Regions from separate parts of the Macaca mulatta genome. Here region 2 is linked to region 1. The links are chromatin contacts, called in public Hi-C maps. All regions are on one chromosome and are shown on one strand. The core of a region is the stretch at or near the end of the contact, and the rest is flanking DNA. Distances in the headings are between cores, read along the strand shown.

Region 1 (3,111 bases), core at 372-2,871:
TTCAAGCACTCCTGGAAAGAAGCCGTGGATTAAAGATGTGCCCAGCCATGTAAGCCAGATTTGTGATCATAAGCACAGGGCCGGACTCACGCCTGTAATCCCAGCACTTTAGGAGGCCGAGGTGGGCAGATCATGAGGTCAGGAGTTCAAGACCAGCCTGACCAACATGAGGAAACTCCATCTCTACTAAAAATACAAAAATTAGCTGGGTGTAGTGGCGCGAGGCTGAGGCAGGAGAACGGCATGAACCTGGGGGGCGGAGCTTGCAGTGAGCCTAGGTCACGACACTGCACTCTAGCCTGGGTGACAGAGCAAGACTCCGTCCAAAAAAAAAATGACACAGCTGGTGCTCGTGGAAATTTTTACTTTTCCCACAGTTAAAAACATGATTCTCAACAGCGTGAACTGCCCTTCAAAGATGATGGAGCTGCTTCAAAGTGCATTAGAGGAGCTGGGTATGTAGAAGCACTTCAAGTGTCAGATAAGAAAGTGGTTAGGACTGTGCGTAGCAGCGGCACCTGTGGTCCCAGGTACTCTGGAGGCTGAGGCGGGAGGATCGCCTGGGCTTGGGAGGTGGAGGCTGCAGTGAACGGAGATCGTGCCATAGCACTCCAACCTGGGCGACAGAGCCAGGCTCTGTCTCAAAACAAATGAACTAAAAGCAGGTTAAGATGCGCAACTGATTACCGTTCTGCTGGGCAATTACATGATCCCGTCTGGGTTATCTTTGCTGCAGGACACGCATTATTAACACCGTCTAGACAGGAGGCTTTCATTAAGAGTAAATTGCAGGCTCTGCGTGTATTTTACTTTATAACAGCTGCTTGCCGGGCACAGTGGCTCATGTCTGTAATCCCAGCACCTTGGGAGGCCAGGGCGGGCGGATCACCTGAGGCTCAGGAGTTCAAGACCAGCTTGGACAACCCTAACCCCCACCCTTCCCCCAACACCGTCTCTACAAAAAATTTAAAAAAATTAGTCGGACATGATGGCGCGCGCCTGAGGTCCCAGCTACTCCAGAGGCGGAGGCTACAGTGAGCCCTGATCCCACCGCCGCACTCCAGCCTGGGCGACAAAGAGAGACCCTGTCTCCAACTGACCAGGCAAACGGCGAAAACACACACAGGCGCGTCCCCAAAGAAAGACACCGGCATTAGAGGCCCTGGCCCTCCCCAGCGCAGACCCGCCCGAGCCCAGCGCCGCGCCGGCGCCCACCACCGGGGGCCGTGAGGGTTTCCACCCGAATCTCCCCGGCGAGCTGGGCGCCCCCACTACGGGTCCGCGACGCAGTCCACCCAATGCGGGCCCGAGAGAGGACCCGTGTTCGTCCTCTTCATTCGAGGCAGGGCTGTGTGGCGACGCCACCCGGACTGGAGGCCCCTGGCGGCCCCCAGCCTGTTGTCAGGGGATTCAGGGCCGCACGCCGCTCAAAGAGCCTTCGCGTCCCAAACTCCCGCAACCGCCACAAAACGCCACCAACTCTGGAAATCCACCCGCTTCCGTACCTTTTATAAGGAACCGGGTGCCCCGCCCTCAACGAGATCCCGCGAGAACTGCATATGGCGCGAGAGCAGAAACACCTTACTTTTTCCTGCGGCAAACGCCCAGTTCCCTTTCAAGTGACGAAGAGTGCCCCGCCCCAGAGGCGGGGTCGCCTCGCGCGCACGTACGCACGCACATACGCACGTACGCACGTCTTACGCTTTCTCACGCTAAGGCGTCAGTTCTCGGCCCCGGCAGCGAGAGGAGTCGGGAGGTGGTTTACGCTGTGGCGCGCGCTGTGCTCTTCCGCGGACTCTAAATCATGGCGACCACGGCCACGATGGCGACCTCGGGCTCGGCGCGAAAGCGTCTGCTCAAAGAGGAAGACATGACCAAAGTGGAATTCGAGACCAGCGAGGAGGTGGATGTGACCCCCACGTTCGACACCATGGGCCTGCGGGAGGACCTACTGCGGGGCATCTACGCTTACGGTGAGTGGGCGCGGGCCGCGGGGGCCAGCTGGCGGCGAGCCGGGGGCTGAGAGCCCGACTGGTGACTCCCGGGCCGGCCCTGCACTCCGGAGGTCGTGGTCAGGGTCGAGGCTCGGGGGCCAGTGACGTGCGACCCCCACCCCCACCCCTGCCCTCACGCCTGGCTGTGTCGGCGCGTTCGCTGTGTGTCCCCTGTGCAGAGCTCGGCGCTGGGTCCGTCGGGGGCTACAGCCGCTTCGAGGCACCTCGGAGTCGTTCATTCAGCAGATAACTGTTTTGTACCTACTAACTTTTCTAGTTACTGGGGTTTTGGCGGTAAACCAGATGGGTTTGCGCCTTTACGGGTTTTGAATTTCCTTTGAGGGGACAGCATGCGGTCAGATTGCCCAGGCAGTGGTTGTTGCTGGGAAGAACCCGAAGCTAGGTAATTGAATAGAGTGGGCCTGGGAAGGAGGAGATAATTAGTAAAGCAGAGAGGTAAGGGGGTTCGCAGGAGGGGGTGCCATTTGAGCAGAGGTATGGATGAAGGAGACTTTTAGGAGAGGAGGGAAGAGCAGTTGGGGCAGAAGGAACAGCTGGTGCCAGGGCTTTGCAGCCCTTAGCCAGCTGCATTCCAGGAACTGAAAGAAGTCCCCTGTGGTGGGATTTTGGAGAGCTAGTCAGGGGCCAGATTTAGCAAAGACGTGTAGGGGTGACGAATAATTTGAATTTCATTTGGAAATCTAGTGGGAAGCCACTGGAATGTAGTAAGTAGCTATGTGACACGATCACATTTACAGCTTTAAAGAGTCTTCTGGGTGTCTGTGAATTTCAGGTGAGGCGAGGCAGGGCAGGAGAGGAAACAAGAGTTGGGAAGCTTTTGCTCCAGTTCAGGGAAGAGAGGATTGTGCTGCCTTGGAGATGGAGTGCCAGGGAACTGACAGCATTGGCTGATGGATTGACTGTGAGCGACAGAAGGAGGAGGGTTAGTGTTTTCAGTAACCAGTGGTTGATGCTGCAAACATTTGGCTAGGTAGGCAGCACTCCAGAGAGTCAGAATCAGGAGTTGTCTCTTGGTATGTTTGAAAGATCTGTGGAAGTTGAGAGAGAGCCTGGAGAAGAGGTTGGGTTGGGCACATAGATGGGAATGGCCAGCATC
Region 2 (3,111 bases), core at 334-2,833, 130 kb before region 1:
GGAACCATAGACCAGAAAACTCGAAAAATCCTCCATAAAGCATCTTCTTCTTCTTTTTTTTTTTTTATTTTTACAGTTTCACTGGTCACCCAGGCTGGAGTGCAGTGGGCAATCTCAAACCACTGCAACCTCTGCCTCTGGGTTCTAGCGATTCTCCTGCCTCAGTCTCCCAAGTAGGTGGAATTACAGCCATGCGCCACCACACCTGGCTAATTTTTTGTGTTTTTAGTAGAGAAGGGGTTTCAGGTTGGCCAGGCTGGTCTGGAACTCCTGACCTCAGGTGATCCGCCCGCCTTGGCTTCCCAAAGTTTTGGTATTACAAGCATGAGCCACCGCGCCGGCCCCCTAAAGCATCTAATTGTTCCGTCTGCCCTAGGGGCCGAAAGACACAAGAGAGCGCCCCAGGCACCCAACACTGCTGCATTCAATACGCTTCCTGTCTTTTCTCTGCCATTTTTCCCCAAGCACAGACACTGCCTCCCAAATCAAAGCCCATCCCCCCAACCACAACCAAAGTCAACAAGGTGGGGGCAGGGAGAGGTCACCACCATGTTTGCACAGCTCCTTCCCCTCCCGGCCTAGACTCCCCCAGGACCCGGCCCACCGGCTTGCAGGCAGCCATCCGGGAGGGCTGCCCACTCCGGCCTTGAACCCCGCGCTCGGGCGACTTCGCCAAGTCGGGAGGACGCTGCGCGGTGCGGTCCGGAAGGGGCGATGCCTCCCTCGTAAAAGTTAGGAATCTGTTTTTGCAACTTCACTTTTCCGTTGTTGCAATTCGTGCAGGCGCAGGATTCCCGGGCGGAGCTGCAGGCCCCGGTCCGGCTGTCCCCGTCCACTACCCGCCCGTGCCCCGGCCACTTCCTGGGGGCAGCACCGCCGGGGCGCAAAAGCTCCTCCGCGCCCCGGGATGGGCGGGTCGGAAGCGCTCTGCGCTCCGGGGATGTCGCCGGGGTCCCATGGGTGCCTGCTGCCCCCACCCCGGCCCCTCCCGCAGCCGGGAAACAGGGTCGGTGGGCGCCGCGGGTGGGGCTGGACCGGGCACCCCGGCGGCGAAACCGAAACTTGGAGCCGGCAGGAAGAGGCGGCCGGGAGGGGCATCCGGACGCAGGCGCCGCTCCCCGGGACCGGGTCAACCCGCCCACCCGCGGGGCCCACTGCACCCTAGCCCGCTCCCCGCCCCGGGAGACTCTCCGCGTCCGCTCGCACCTGCGGCCCCCGAGCTCGCCGCCTGCCGCGCGCTGTCGCCCCTCGGGTCACGGGGCCCTGGGCCCGCCCTGCCCGCCGCCGCTGGACCCGCGCAGGCGTGTGCGGAATTCCCCGCCGGTGGCGCCTCCCAGTGACTCCGCGCCCCCAGCCCCCGGGAGGCGCCTCGGGCCGCTGCGCGCTGGGGACAGGCGCGGGAGGGGCCTAGGTTCCCGCCAGGCGTGGGGCGCATGCGGGTCTCCCGGAAGCCCAGACCCCGGGCGGGCCTGAGCAGTGGAGTGGGGCCGGACGGGTGCGCCCCCTGCCCCGGCGCCCAGCACCTCGGACAGTGTCCGCGGCCCGGCAGAGCGGGCGGTCGGCCTGGAAGCCGCCCAGAGGGCGCCTGGCGGGTGCAGTGGAGGTAGTCAGCGCGCTGCGTGGGGGCCTTTGCGTATTAAGGGATCTCCGCGGCCCCGCGCAGAGCGCGCTCTGTCACTGATGACGGAGGGGCCACACCGGCCGGCGCCATCCTCCGTGCCTCAGTTTCCTCATTTGTGAGGCTCACGGTGTAACCAGGGACCTCCGTTTTAAAATCGCCCACTTTCTTTTTCTTCCTTCCCCTCTCACCCCTTCATCCCGTCCCTCTCTGGACACTGCGCCTCTCTGCGCATTCCAGAGGGGATCCTCATCCTGAAACAATTTCCGGCGCGGAGCCCCAGCTGAATCCTCCTGCTTAGGGGGGCCGCCAACAATTAGTCCAACATCCTCGCCAGCCACCCCTCCTAACCGACAACTGCCCACGACAGCCATGGGAACAAGACACACAGACCCTGCCCCTACCCCACTCCCCACGGCGCCCATGGCAAGTTTCCCTAGAAGAACCCGATGGCAGCCTGGGCAACATAGAGAGACTCCATCTCTACAAAAAATCATTTTAAAAAATTAGCTGGCCGTGGTGGTGCACCTGTAGAGGCTGAGGCAAGAGGATCGTTTGAGCTCCAGGCTGCAGTGAGCCGTGATCATACCACTGCACTCCAGCCTGGACGACAAAGTGAGATCTTGCCTCAAAAATGAACAAACACAAAAACCTGAGGGTAAATTTTTAATTTTAAGATCTTTGTGTTTTGGAGATAGAGTCTCACTCTATACTCCAGGCTGGAGTGCAGTGTGCGATCTTGGCTCACTGCAACCTCCACCTCCCAGTTCAAGCGATTCTCATGCCTCAGCCTCCAGTAGCTGGGATTACAAGCACCCGCCACCACGCCTGGCTCATTTTTGTAATTTTAGTAGAGAGACGGGGTTTCTCCATGTTGGCCAGGCTGGTCTCAGACTCCTGACCTCAGGTGATCCACCTGCCTTGGCCTCCCAAAGTGCTGGAATTACAGGCATGAGCCACCGCACCCAGCCAAGGTGACACTTTAGAATGCTAGTTGGGCATCTTCTCACTTTACTGGGTCTCCGATTAAAACCTGCTTTTTCCTCCCACCAATCCTGACTGCACCACTGCACTCCAGCCTGAGCGAAAGAATGAGACTTTGTCTCTAAACAGTTAATTTCAACTGTTTCTTTTGACTTTTTCAATATGACTAGTCAAAATGTTTAAATGACTTGCATGGCTCACATTGGTGGCTTGCATGATTTTTCTGTGGGACAGTGCTGTCTCCGTGATCGCAGTCTGCCTCTACCAGCTGCTGCAGCAAGTACACGTAAGCCCTTGGAGCTTTGCCTCTTGCCCATGTAACAGTGCTGGGCTGGAATGCTGCTCAGCAGAGTGCCCTCCTCCGCTCTGCCATTTTCACCCCATGGCTTTGGAGGGCACCCAAAAAATCATCTCCATCCTAGGCAGCAGAAGGCGGGAAGGAGGCTGGAGGGGGAGGTTGTTATTGGCTGGGTTTAGAAATGGCACACACGCTTCTCACACTTCATGTG

What was found. Hi-C and Micro-C count contacts between places; a contact is called where the count stands out from the background.
Region 2: a Hi-C map of liver shows a contact between it and region 1, with 1.6 times the contacts expected there. The contact joins the promoter of RNF213 here to the promoter of CARD14 in region 1. A contact is called at or near these places in 2 of 14 Hi-C or Micro-C datasets (CD4 T cells and liver).

The regions. Positions count from the first base shown.
Region 1 is chr16:89,835,497-89,838,607 of T2T-MMU8v2.0, reverse strand. It overlaps CARD14 (caspase recruitment domain family member 14), which reads right to left and starts at 1,621. Exons shown (of 28, transcript XM_077973151.1): 1 at 1,506-1,621. EIF4A3 (eukaryotic translation initiation factor 4A3) reads left to right here and starts at 1,762. Exons shown (of 12, transcript NM_001266416.1): 1 at 1,762-1,973. The coding sequence starts at 1,805.
Region 2 is chr16:89,963,215-89,966,325 of T2T-MMU8v2.0, reverse strand. RNF213 (ring finger protein 213) reads right to left here and starts at 1,583. Exons shown (of 69, transcript XM_077973145.1): 1 at 1,207-1,583. The region is part of intron 16 of SLC26A11 (solute carrier family 26 member 11); the gene reads right to left.